Linked DNA regions of Capra hircus: region 2 is linked to region 1. The links are chromatin contacts, called in public Hi-C maps. All regions are on one chromosome and are shown on one strand. The core of a region is the stretch at or near the end of the contact, and the rest is flanking DNA. Distances in the headings are between cores, read along the strand shown. Region 1 holds the start of EHD2 (EH domain-containing protein 2). Region 2 overlaps SEPW1 (selenoprotein W).

What was found. A called contact is a pair of places that touch in the nucleus more often than the background predicts.
Region 2: a contact with region 1 is called in a Hi-C map of blood, with 3 times the contacts expected there. The contact joins the enhancer-like site here to the promoter of EHD2 in region 1. A contact is called at or near these places in 4 of 5 Hi-C or Micro-C datasets (blood and liver).

Annotation. Positions count from the first base shown.
Region 1 is chr18:55,656,086-55,662,873 of ARS1.2, forward strand. It overlaps EHD2 (EH domain-containing protein 2), which reads left to right and starts at 3,269. Exons shown (of 6, transcript XM_018062680.1): 1 at 3,269-3,391; 2 at 5,605-6,063; 3 at 6,584-6,681. The coding sequence starts at 5,660.
Region 2 is chr18:55,707,280-55,713,952 of ARS1.2, forward strand. SEPW1 (selenoprotein W) reads left to right here. Exons shown (of 6, transcript XM_005709381.3): 2 at 1-5; 3 at 123-176; 4 at 356-430; 5 at 533-631; 6 at 1,771-2,150. The coding sequence ends at 613. Among named protein-coding and RNA genes, the nearest start is that of SEPW1, 5.4 kb to the left of the region's middle. Within about 2 kb of position 2,557, at least 1 of the 5 cell types and tissues checked has an H3K27ac peak or open chromatin away from gene starts, as enhancers often do.

The DNA.
Region 1 (6,788 bases), core at 2,019-4,518:
GGGGTGTATGGGAGGGGAGAAGCAGATACATGGGATCTCCAAGAGAGAGACCGCCCCCTCCTTCCTAGCTCTAGACCTACTTCCCCCGCGTATGTAATAAAGATCTAAAGGAGAACAGCGGTGCTCAACATCCTTGAATTCCTGCGCGCTCCTGGAAGACCCCATGTGGCCGTGGAAAGAAATTTGCCGGTCATTTCCACCGGCTAACATTGGAAGTCCATTCTGAAGGAGATCAACCCTGGGATTTCTTTGGAAGGAATGATGCTAAAGCTGAAGCTCCAGTACTTTGGCCACCTCATGCGAAGAGTTGACTCATTGGAAAAGACTCTGATGCTGGGAGGGATTGAGGGCAAGAGGAGAAGGGGACGACGACAGAGGATGAGATGGCTGGATGGCATCACGGACTCGATGGCCGTGAGTCTGAGTGAACTCCGGGAGATGGTGATGGACAGGGAGGCCTGGCGTGCTGCAATTCATGGGGTCGCAAAGAGTCGGACACGACTGAGCGACTGAACTGAACTGAACATCGGAAGGCTAGCTGAACGCAGCCCGACAGAGGGACATGCTGGCTAACGTTTCCAGAACACTTACTTTGGGCGTTGCTCCCAGCTCTTCACCCGGAATGTCTTATTTGATGCTCACAGAAGCTGCCGTGTGGGAATTAATAACCCCATCTTGCAGATGAGGAAACTGAGGCCCCAAGGGATGTAGTAAGTAGCAGACTGGGCTGCAAGCCAGGCGGTCTGGCTAGGAGCTTGCAATCTTCCCCTGTGCACACCCGGCCTGGGGGGAGGGGTGTATACAGCAACAAGTGAAGTGAAGTCGCTTAGTCGTGTCGGACTCTTTGCGACCCCATGGACTGTAGCCTACCAGGCTCCTCTGTCCATGGGATTTTCCAGGCAATAGTACTGGAGTGGATTGCCATTTCCTTCTCCAGCGGATCTTCCCGACCCAGGGATCGAACCCGGGTCTCCCTCATTGTAGACAGATGCTTTACCGTCTGAGCCACCAGGGAAGTCCTGTATACAAGGCCTTGGTAAATCTGCTGTGCAAAGGCAGAGACAGCCTCCCCAAGCCCCGGGGTATGAGACCAAAACTGACCTCAGCTTCTACAGTTAGCCTTTGGCATACTCGCTCTTAGATGCTAGGTACAGCAGAGTGGGCATCTGGAGAGTGTTCAGTCGCTCAGTCGTGTCCAACCCTTTGCGACCCCATGGACTGTAACCTGCCAAGCTCCTTTGTCCTTGGGATTTCCCAGGCAAGAACACTGGAGTGGGTTGCCTTTTCCTCCTCCAGGGGATCTTCTTGACCCAGGGATCGAAACCGAGTCCCTTGCATCTCCTGTATTGGCAGGTGGATTCTTTACCACTATGCCACCTGGAAAGCCCCTTTCTACAGCTGAGCCATACGGGAAAAGAAGCCAGAAATGACTACCTCTGGACCCAAATCACCTGGACATGGAGCACAACTGGAACCCAAGACTGACCAGTGTCCCAAGTGAACAAGCTCACTGGCTGCTTTCTCCATTTTTTTTTAAATTGTGAAAAAATACCCATAACGTAAAATTTACCTTCGTAATCACATCAGCATTAAGACATTTACATTGTGCAACCATCAATCTTCAGAACTCATCTCATCATTTCTTTTTTAACTTGGCTGTGCTGGCTCTTAGTTGCAACGTGAAGGATTTTTTTGTTTGTCTGTTTGTTTAATTGCAGCATGTGGCTTCATAGTTTCCTGACCAGGGATCCAACCTGGGGTGCCTGCAATGGGATCTCAGAGTCTTAGCCATTGGACCAACGAGCTGGCAGTCAGCCTGGATGTCAGGAACTCATTTCATCTTGCAGAATTGAAGCTCTGTGCCCATGAAAGCATGACCCTGTCCCCCCTCCCCCTCTATCCAGCTCCCCCACGACCACCGTTCCACTTTCTGTCTCTGAATCAGACTACCCTTGTGGGAGTGGAATCACAATATTTGTTCTTTTGTGAGTGGCTTGTTTCATTCAACCGAACATCTTCATTCATGTCGTAGAATATGTCAGTTTCTCTTTTCAGTTTTGACAGATAGGGTGGGGGCAGAGAAAAGAACATCCGAGCTTGTGCTTTGCAGTGGGGACTCCAGAGGCTGCAAAGGCATCAAGGAAATTGGATGACACTGGGGACAGATGTCAGAGACTCCCTGATTGGGAGGTCAGCAGGTAGCAAGATGCGACAGCCACCGTGGTTATTAAGGGCTCAAAGGGTATTTAATGGAGCTGAATACGTCAGCGTGGAGCTTTTTCACTCCACTGACTCCTTCCTAGAATATTATCTTTAATGCACAAAATGTAACCCTCAGGATCACAAGGGAACCAATTATACTGAAATGCAGTTATCAGTATTTTTTGAAATCAACAAAGCTGTGACATGGTAATAGGGTCTGGTGTACCAGTGCATGATTAGAAAGCTAGCTCGCAGTGGGTCTAATCAGTGATGAGTAAGCAATCACTGGAAATTCCAAACACAGTGTGAGGACATCGAAGATTCCTCTTGATGACGGTCTGAAATCCTTGCTCTCACAGGACTCATGTTCTCGTGAGGGAGACCCTCCCTGAAACAGAAAAATGTAAAATATGGTGAGAAAGGCTGCGGGGAAGAATAAAGCCGTGAGAATGGATGGATGGTGGGTACTGCATTAAACAGGGAGATCAGGGCGGGCTTCTCGGAAGAGGTGACATTTGGGTGGAGACTGGAGGGAGGGAAGGGTGGGAGCCAGGATAGAAGTGGCCGGGTGGGAGGAAGGGCAAGTGCAAAGGGCGCTGAAAAGAGGGTTGTCTGAGGAACAGTGGAGAGGCCAGTGCGGCTGGAGCTGAGTGATCGAGGCGGAGAGAGGGAGGAGACGGCAGAGGGAGCCTGCGGATCTTTCAGGGCCTTGCGGTCCACTGAGGGCTTTGGCTTCTGCTTTGAGTGAAAGAAGAACCATGGAGGACTGTGAACAGAGTTTTCATGCACTCGTTTCCGTTGAAAAAATTATGATTACTTATAATTAAAATTAATATTGTTGGTGGTGTTACTGTTTTATTATTGCTGTTCCCATGTCAGGAAGGGAGACAGGGGTGGAGTTTGAAGGCAGGACTGGGAACCCGCGCACGCACCCATTTCGCAAAGGCACTGTGCCTGTCCCCACCAGAGGGCGCCAGAGGCCGGGCGCCCGGTTTGGGGATGGGGGGGCGCCTCGTCCCGCCCCCCCCTTCTCTGCCCCTCCGGTCCCTCCTCCCCGTTCTGGGCCCCACCCGGCTCAGACGGCTCCGGACGGGACCGCGAGCACAGGCCGCTCCGCGGGCGCCTCCGATCCCCGCGGGACCCCCGCCCAGTTCTCCCTGCCAGGTCCTGCAGTCTGCGCGCCCCCTTGGTGAGTGACCCCCAACTGAGGCTGTGGCCTCCCAGCCTCCGCCCGCGGAGCCCTCGAGCCTGCCCTGGCTCTGGATCATTCCCCTACTCGCCGAAGACCCTCAGTTCCCACCCCAGGCAGTGTAGGGGGTCTCTCAGTTCTCCGCAGCCCCTCCGGAAACCTCTCTATCTCCCTCACTGCCCCGACCCCCCGGCGGCCCCTTCACTCTGCAGCAGTGTTCCCCACTCTCCTCCTCCCTTCCCGCGGCCTTCCTTGGAGTCTCCCTCCATCGCATTCATCCACCTCTGCTCCATTCCTCCTCCCACCCCCAAAGCTCCTCTCCTGCCTCACCAACCCCGCTGCCTGTCCAACCACCCAAAGCGTCCTCGCTAAGATGTCCCCCAGGTCCCTCCCCGGGTAGGACACCACCCAGGGCCCCCTCCCTCTGCCCACTTCCCAGGTCTGGCTCCAGCCTCTCCTTCACCTTTCTGGCACACCCTCCCTGAATTCTCCCCCTCCCACACACACACAAATTTTTTTTTTTTTAAGCGTGGCAATGATTTTATGGATTGTAATATATTGGACGTGCAGTTAGTTTGGGTGCTCAAAGTGTCCCATCTTTGGCCAGTGGGAGTCCTGTCGAGCCAGGACTTTGTCCCTGTGACATGCCCCATCCCAGTTTGAGCACTTCCCCACTATCTGACCCAGACTCACTTGTTCTTTCCCTGCCTCAGCCCCAGAATTAGCCATTTCTCCCAGAAGCCTCAGTTTCTGTTTTAGTGGAAAATGGTATTTAGAGACCCCAATCTGACCAAAAGTCGGTTCTGTGCAGAGATCAGTAAAATTATAAGCATCCACTTAGACTGATCAAGGCGGGGCAGGGGGAGAAAGCAAGCAAAGACACAAATGAGTGATAATTGAGAATGAAAGGGGGAGGGGGACATCACTACGGATCCTACAGTGAATGAAAGGCTAGTAAGGGGATGTAGTGAACACAGTCTAGGTGCTGGGGGTGCTGGTTGCTGCTGGGCTGGCAATTCATTCTCTCCCTAACTCCTTAGATCTGGGATAGGAGTGTTGGCTCTGAGGTCAGGTTATCTGGAGTCCCAGCTTGAGCACTTACTAGCAAAGTGATCTCAGGGAAGTTATACTATCTTCCTGAACCTCAGTTTCCTTATCAGAAAAGTGGGGGTAATAATAGCCTTACCTTACAAGGTTGTTGTGAAGATTAAATGAGTTAGAGCAGTTTCTGGCATGCAGTAATCACAAATGTTATTATTCTTGTGAATGATAACATCATGATCTTGGGGACGGGGGGGACCCAGGCAGTATTGAGACTCATTTCTCATCTTTGTGCCCACGTGTTCAGCCACTCTGTCCATCCATTTTACAGTTCCAGGTCATGAAACCCACCATCCTCTCTGCCTAAATGCCCTTGTCACTCTTCAGGGAGCAGCTCAGAAGTCAGCCCAGGGGGCTTCCCCTGTGGCTCAGCTGGTAAAGAATCTGCCTACAATGCAGGAGACCTGGGTTCGATCCCTGGGATGGGAAGATCTCCTAGAGAAGGGAACAGCTACCCACTCCAGTATTCTGGCCTGGAGAGTATGTGTGGGAAAAGATTCTACAGGACACAACTAAGATCTGGTATAGCCAAATAAATAATAAACGTGAAAAGAAAAGTCAGCCCAGCCAGAGCTTTCCTAATCCTGTGATTGATTCACCCTGTCCCCCTCTGGTGCCTACAAGTCCACCACCCAACTTTGCCCAGGCCTTGCTGACTGCTCCGTGCCCTGGTTCTCTCCACACTGGAGGCTCTGGGAGTGTGGGGACTGGTCTCTGGTCTATTTTTGGATCCATACCTCTTGACACATGGTGCGATTTCAGTGAAAATTGCCGAATAATGGAAGGGGTGGGGACGGAGAAAGAAAAAGACGGAGGAATCCTTTTCTTCGGATCAGCTTCTGCCTCCTTCCCCTTGTTTATCTCTTGGGCTTCCACCACCAATCTCGCTTCTTCCAGCATGCCATTGTCTCTCTCTCTCTCTTCCTCCAGCTGGAATAATCACGTTCTTCCTCCTTCAGCTGTCAGCTCCTGCCATCCACCCTCAGTGCTCTCAGAAGCTCTCCCCCCCAACCCATCCCACCAGCCTTCTCCATCGATTCTACTTTCTGGCTCCCTTTCTTCTCCACCTCCTCCTCCAGGCAGTCCCCCATCAACATCCTCTCCTCCCACAGGTAGCCCTCGCGCTGTGCATCTCCGTCAGAGCTCAGTGGGCAGTGTGGAGCCACCATGTTCAGCTGGCTGAAGCGGGGCGGGGCTCGGGGCCAGCAGCCGGAGGCCATCCGCACGGTGACCTCGGCCCTCAAGGAGCTGTACCGCGAAAAGCTGCTGCCTTTGGAGGAGCACTACCGCTTCGGGACCTTCCATTCTCCGGCCCTGGAGGATGCTGACTTCGACGGCAAGCCCATGGTGCTGGTGGCCGGCCAGTACAGCACGGGCAAGACCAGCTTCATTCAGTACCTGCTGGAGCAGGAGGTGCCCGGCTCCCGGGTGGGGCCTGAGCCCACCACCGACTGCTTCGTGGCTGTCATGCACGGTGACACCGAGGGCACCGTGCCTGGCAATGCCCTCGTCGTTGACCCGGACAAGCCCTTCCGTAAACTCAACCCCTTTGGGAATACCTTCCTCAACAGGTGCGCAGCCAGCAGCCCGGAGGGTCCTCTTGTCCCTGGCCCCCATCTTTGTCCCATCCCCTCCTGTGTCTCTCTCCTTTTCAGTCCTAATCCCCTTCTCTCTACTAGAGCCTTCCTCTTCTTGCCCTCTCTCGGGGAGCAGTTAAGCCAGTGACACCTGAGTTCGACTCCTGTCTAGCTGGGTGACTTTGGGCAAGCAATGTAACCTCTCTGTTTCTTATCCTCATCTGGAAAATGGGGATAACCACAGTCCTTCCTCCATAGGGCTGTTGTGGGGACTAAATGAATGAAAACATACAAAGTGCTTAGAACAGCACCCCGCACAAAGTAAGTGCTCAATTAACATCAGCTCTGATTTTTTTTAATAGTTCTTATTCTCTGTCCAAATCTTCCTTTTCTCTTCCAAGATTCTTTCCCTCTCCGAACCTGATTCTCCTCCGTGCAAGTCCTGGGTTCCCTTCTCATGTGTCCCCTCGCCTACTTGTCCCTGCATTGACCCCTGACCTTCCCTCTGCCCCAGGTTCATGTGCGCCCAGCTCCCCAATCAGGTCCTGGAGAGCATTAGCATCATCGACACCCCGGGCATCCTGTCGGGGGCCAAGCAGAGAGTGAGCCGTGGTGAGTGAGGCTGGGCTCCTGGGCCTGAGGGAGGAAGGCCCAGGGTCGCTGCTGGGGCTGTGTGAGGCCGGCCCTGAGCTGGCTGCGTAGCTGAGGGGAGCTGGTGG
Region 2 (6,673 bases), core at 1,307-3,806, 50 kb after region 1:
CCAAGGTAAGCCATGTGGTCCCAAGAGGCTGCCCTGGAAAGTGGGGGAGGGGGTTAGCCCATGGTGGGGGCCCACCTCTGTGGCTTCTGTGGACCCTGGTGTGACCACCCACCCCTTTCCAGTATCTTCAGCTCAAGAAGAAGTTAGAAGATGAGTTCCCTAGCCGTTTGGACATCGTGAGTCTCGGGGAGGGGGAAGGAGTCTGACGTGGGTCCTGTCTGTCCCTCAGTCCTGGTGGCAGTGGGAGTGGTTTGGGTCAGCCCCCCCCCCCAAAATGTGTTCTCCCTTCCCTGGGAAGGGGCAGGTGTCCGCAAGGGGCATCTCCGCCCCCTCCAGCATCTCTCCTTCTCCCCAGTGCGGCGAGGGGACTCCCCAGGTCACCGGCTTCTTTGAAGTGTTCGTAGCGGGAAAGCTGGTTCACTCCAAGAAGGTATGTCTGTCCATCCTGCCTCACTGGGGGCCAGTGGGGGGTTGGGACTGGGGTTGGCGTCTTGGTCCCAGCCCATCCCTCCCCTGGTCCTCCCTCCTCCAGGGAGGCGATGGCTACGTGGACACGGAGAGCAAGTTTCTGAAGCTGGTGGCCGCCATCAAAGCCGCTTTGGCTCAGGCCTGATGTGCCCTGAAGGCAGAGGTGAGGGGGGCCCCGCCCCGAGGCCACAGAACTAACCCCTGGTTCCCAGTGGACTCCAACCCTGAGGCCTAGTTTCTAGCCCAGCACATTCCACTGGTTGCAATTTCCACTCTGTTCTCTGGACCATAGCACTGCTTTTCAGCATCTTCTGAGCCTGATTTTCAATGTTCGAGCTTCTGTGTTCCAGATGAGCCCCAAACCGAGCCTACTCTAGAACTGGGTCCTGGTCACTAACCTAGTCTGTAACCAAGCTCTGGCTCCTGACTTTTGAGATCCTGGAAGCAGTTTCTACCCTCCATCTAAGCTTGAGTGCCAGTTCCTGCTCCACGTGTGCTAGAACTGAGCATCTGTCCCAGGAGCCTGTGGACCCAGCCCCCTGCCCCCAGCATGCTTTGCACCAGCAACCTGGTTCTCAAATGCTTTGACCTTGAGTTCTGTTTCTCGTCATCCTCACTGGAGCAGAATGAGGCTGCTTTCAGTGGGAATTTGGACCTGCAGTACAATTTGAATCAATGCAGTACAAAAATACGAATGTCTTGCCTCCTATGCAGGTCTGAAAAGGAGGGAGTCTCCCCAAATTACAAAAAAAAAAAACCCACCAAGAATTGCTTAATTCCAAAAGAAAAGAAAAAAGATGCACAAAGAAAAACGAGAAAAAAAGAATTCCATAATTCCCAGGCTGCATGAGCTGGCTATGCATGGGCTGTTGCTGTCAGGAGGGAAGGGTGCCCCTTTGGGGGGGACTTGAATTCTTAAATGGAGCACATCCCTTGCAGAAACACACCATTTGCCACCTCCAGACTGTCAGTCACTCAAATGCATTTGCTTAAACCAGCATGAGGTTGGCTTGGATTCTAGAGAAGTCCACCAATGATGATTTTATCTAAGATAAGCCAAGATGGGATTCATACAAAAGAGAGAGGGGAAGGAATGACTCTTGTTCACAAGTTGAGTGCAATTTCAGGAGTCCCGAAACCCCCCGTCAGGCTCAGCGATTCTTGCAGGACTCAGAACACACCAGAGCTGTTCCACTCCCGGTTACAGTTTATTACAGGGAAAGCTTAAGAGATGAAAGGCAGGGAAGCACCTCGCTTTCATCCGGCCTCTGAAACCCCCCTCCCCGCCTCTTCTCCACACAGACCAGTAACCGTGGCCCAGCCCCTCTCGGCAGACGCTTCATGACAGGAAGGACTGAAATGTCTCTTGGACGCCTGGTCCTTCCCTGATGTTCTCACGGCCGCCGGTTGGAGCAGAGATGGACACCCCTGGTCTTTGCCTGTGCGCGTGTGTGTGAGTGCGTGTGTGTCCCTGCACGCTGGTCCTGGTGCCTTCCCCATCCCTCATCTCCCTGCATCTCCCCCGCCCCTCCATGTCTCCCTTCTACCCTGCGGTGTCTGGGGTGGTCCTGCTCCAGGCTTCCTTTTCAAGGGGAAGCCGAGAGGAGGATCAGGATGAGTGAGTCTGATTTCAGCAGTGATGGCAACAGCTCACAACTCAATAAATGGTGATGAGATTAACAGGCCTGTGTCTTGCGTGTGTCCATTTTCCTCTGCAGCGGCCTCCCGCTGGTCTCCGCCCCGGGAAATTAGTGGCTTGGTAGTGCGGAGCTAGGACCAACTCAGGGCTGAACTTTGCAGTGGTCCCTCAAGCCAAGGTGGAGGTGGGCTTTGGGCGCCCCCTGGAGCCGCCATGGGTGTACATCCTGCAGGGTGAAGCGGGTTCCTGGTTCCCGCATTTGGAGGTAACCTGGCAGCGACTGGGAGGAAAGTGCTGGGTGGCATGTTAGGCTGGCTCACCCCTCCTCTCGCCTGCCTGCCCCCTTTACCGTCCTTGCACTGGAGACGAGCTGTCCTCACCTCCTAGCTCTGAGTTGGATCCCATGACTTGCTTTGGCCAGTGGAGCGAGGCAGACGTAACCACGCCAGGTCTGAGCCTGGGCCTTCCGGGGCCCCGGGGGTCCTGCCAGTATCAGGACACTGAGGAGGGCCTGGCAGCCTCACAGGCTCCGTTCTTAACTCGTGGCAAGATGGTAAAAGTGATGGGGAGTCTGGCCACTGATGGCCTTCTGCACAATCCTCTATTTTGAGGAAGTCCCACCATGGTCAACTTTGGAACGTTTTCACCACCTCAAGGAGAAACCCTTATACTATAGAGCACCCCTCCAGTCCTGAGCACGCACCCCTTTGGTCCCCAGCACCGCCTCCCCCACCACCACCCCCCACCCCTGCCCTGGAGCAGCCACTAATCCACTTTCTGTAGATTTCCCTATTGGGAGGTTTCACAAAAGGGGAATCATACGGTGTGTGTGGTCTGTGGCTCTTCGCTTGGCATAATGTTCTCAAGGTTCGTCCATGATGAGGATTGGCACACAGCAGAACGTCATTCCTTTTTATGGCTGAATAATTTTGCACTCTGTGGGCCACCATTTCATCCGTTGGTGAACATTTAGGTTGTTTGTACTCCTTGGCTACTGTGAGCAGTGCTTCTGTGGACTTCCGTGTCCAAGTTTTTGTTTAAGCACCAGTTCTCAGGTCCTTTGGGCAGATACCTAGGAGTGGAACAGCTGGGTCAACAGCAATGATTTTTAAAAGAACTTTCCTGGCAGAAGGTCATATGAAGACCATTAGATTCGCTCAGAATTGAGGGACTTTTTTTTTTCTTTCATTTGAGGAACTCTTTTTTTTTTTTTTTTTAAATTGTTTATTTGGCTGCACCGGGTCTTAGTTGCAGCATGTGGGATCTAGTTCCCTCACCAGGGATCAAACCAGGGCCCCCTGCATTCACAGCGCGAAGTTGTAGCCACTGGGCCACCAGAAAATTCCCTCAAGAAACTGAATGCTTTTGGTGGCCATAAAGTCTGCACTTATTTCAAATATAATTCTAACCCAATGAACTCTCAAACCTTGAGTCACAGAAATGAAGTCATTTCTCCCCTAAGCCAAATGCTGACCCATGAGATCGCGCCTGTGCTCCATGGATCCATACCCAGTGTCGTCTGGGAAAATCTCCCCTGACAACCATCAGTAGTACCAACAAGAAGGAAAGCCCTCCCTCATCTTCACTGGTAACAACTCTGACAATTCAGTACATTCTGGCAGTTTAGACCTAAACCAGGTAGGAGGACTGGGACTCCAGGAAGCTTGATCTTAACCCTGCTGGAGCCTGCGTGGTGGTACCCTCAGCTCTCCCGTTGGTTTAGCCACGTCACATTGTGCCACCAGTGGGTAATTTAAATAACACAAGACTCTCAAGTCCTTTGTTTAAGCAAGAAATCTAGTGGGTCAGGCTAGGCTGGGTTATGCTTCTGTGGAAACACACAAAAACAAACGCAAATCTCAGTGGGTTAAACCCGGCATGTGCAAAGCCCTCTTCAGGGCAGGTGTCCTCCCTGCGCCCAGTCAGTGACCTAGAGCAGCATTTGTCCAGTAGGACGTTGTGATGATGGGATTTTTCTGTATCTGTCCAGCACTGTGGCCACTGGGCACATGCCACATGGTGTTATGCAGAGCTTGAAAGGAGGTGGATGTGACTGAGGAACTGAATTTTTAATTAATTCATTTGTGTCTGGCTGTGCTGTCTTCATAGCTGTGCTCCAGCTCTCTCTAGTTGTGACGAGTGGGGGCTACTCCCCATTTGTGGGGCACAGGCTTCCCATTGCGCTTACTTCTCTTGTTGCGGTGCACGGGCTTTAGGCATGCAGGCATCAGCAGTCCTGCCGTCTATGGGGTCTCACAGAGTCGGACACGACTGAAGGACTTAGCAGCAGCAGCATCAGTAGTCATGGCCCACAGACTTAGTTGCCCCGAGGCACGTGAACTCCTTCCAAACCAGGGATCAAACCTGTGTCCCCTGCATTGGCAGGCATGTTCTTAGCCACTGGACCACCAGGCAAGTCTGGAACTAGGAATTTTTATTTTACTTTATTTCAACTGACATTGAAATTTGTGGCAAGTGTGGTGCGTGGCTATCTTATTGGACAGTGCAGATCTAGACAGATAGAGATTCTCTTCTATTGTTGCACCTGGACCCACAGCATCCTCAATCCGCATGGCTGGGAGAAGAAACACGCACTAGCTCTTAAAGACCTTAGCCGGGAAGTGACACACGTCTCAGTTCTAGTCGCAGCCCATTGGCCAGAATGGTCACAAGGCTCCACCCACCTGTAGAACCCACCTGGGAACGGTGGTCAGGAAAGGAAGGGGAGCCCGAAAAAATGGTAAGCGCTAGAAATATCTACCAGGCTCCTTTTGATTTTACCTATGCGTGGAGGAGAAACAGAAAATACCATGACCCTATTGTGTCTTAACCAAGACAATTCACGTCTTCAAGAAAAAGAATTCAGCAGGATCGTCAGTGGAAGCCTGAACTGGGAGAAACACTGAATTCTTTTCCAACAGCGACACCGTGTGGCCACTTTGGAGAACTGCAGCTTCCCACATACCCTCGGATCACCAGGAATCAGTACGCACGCTATAGAATCATTTCCTTGAGATTTACTGTAGTGAATCACCATCTTAGGCTTGGTGATATGATGCTTTTTTTTTCTTTTGCCATATGGCATGCAGGATCTTAGTTCCCAGACCAGGGATCGGGCCCACACTCCCTGAATTGAAAACGTATAGTCTTTTATTATTATTTAAAAGATGCATTTATTTATTGGTTGTGGTGGGCTTTCCTTGCTTTGGGTGGGCTTTCTCTAGCTGCAGCAGACGGGGGCTTTTCATTGCAGAGGCTTCTCTTGCTGCGGAGCCCCGGGCTCTAGGCGCACAGGCTTCCGTAGTTGTGGTGCTTGGGCTTTGTTGCTCGGTGGCATATGGGATCTTTGCGGAGCAGGGGACAAACCGGTGTCCCTCGCATTGCAAAGCGGAGTCATATCCACTGGACCACGAGGGAAGTCTCCCAGAACTTTTCTGTATTTTCATGTTTTCCTTTCTTTAGCTTGTTGGGTTTATGTGCTTGGTTTATGCCCCAAGATGGCAAGATGGCAATGTTTAAATCAGAGCCTAAACCAATTTCTCTCTCTTTTTTCTCTATTTTTGAGGACCATTATGAACCTATGGGTTTTTATGTATTTGACATCTTTCAACCTGCTTGCCGACGTTCTTCTTTTGAAGCTTTAATGGTTCCACCTTTGGTTTCTTCAGCGTTTGGACAGAAACCCCATCATCTCTGAGAGCTTTTTTGTGCTTTTGCTGTGACGAGATGGTCTCAGCTCACCTTCATTTTTCCGGCCTCAGATCTGGATCCAGTCTTTATGCCAAAACTCAGGTTACTCCCAGAGGAAAATGACATTTAGAGATGATACTCTGTGCTCCTAGCAACCTAGAGAGATATCAAAATCTCCAGGCCCTCAGGGGTCAAGACGCTCCATGTCTACGAGTGGGAGAAACTCATTCCAATCAACAGTGCTTCTGCCTCTGGGTCTCACTCCTCTGCCCCTGTTTCTTCAGTGTCCTTCTGCATCAAACCCTAACAGGGTCTGTTAGATAAGCAGGAGGAGCTTCTGTTACATCTTGGCAGCACCCAGAGCCGTCCATCCTGTTATGTCTGTCCAACCCCCCTCCCCAACCTCCGTCACCTGTCACATGACTCCCTTCCCTCTCTCTCCAATTTGATCTAATTTTTCTCTCTGCTCTCCTGAGGCCGGCCCAGCATAAGAGGATTGGAGCATTTGCTAAATGGGACCAGGACAGGGTCAGAGGACCAGCTGTGGGGGAGAGTCAGGGGCCAGGACAGCCTCAGGAGGGCGGTAGGGGGCAGTAGAGGAAGAGGGAGCTGGAAAGAGAGGTGAGTGATGCTCCCACCTGAGATGGGAAGAAACAGAGGGAGAGGGAACGTTTCAAAAGGGAGGACATGCTCCCTGGCTGTGATGGTTAGCAGTATTTGCATGGTTGTGCGTGATTGCGTGCTAAGTCATGTCAGACTCTGCGAACCCCCAGGGACGGTAGCCTGCCAGGCTCCTGTCCCTGCGGATTCTCCAGGCAAGAATACTGGAGTGGGTTGCCATGGCCTCCTCCAGGGGATCTTCCTGACCCAGGGATC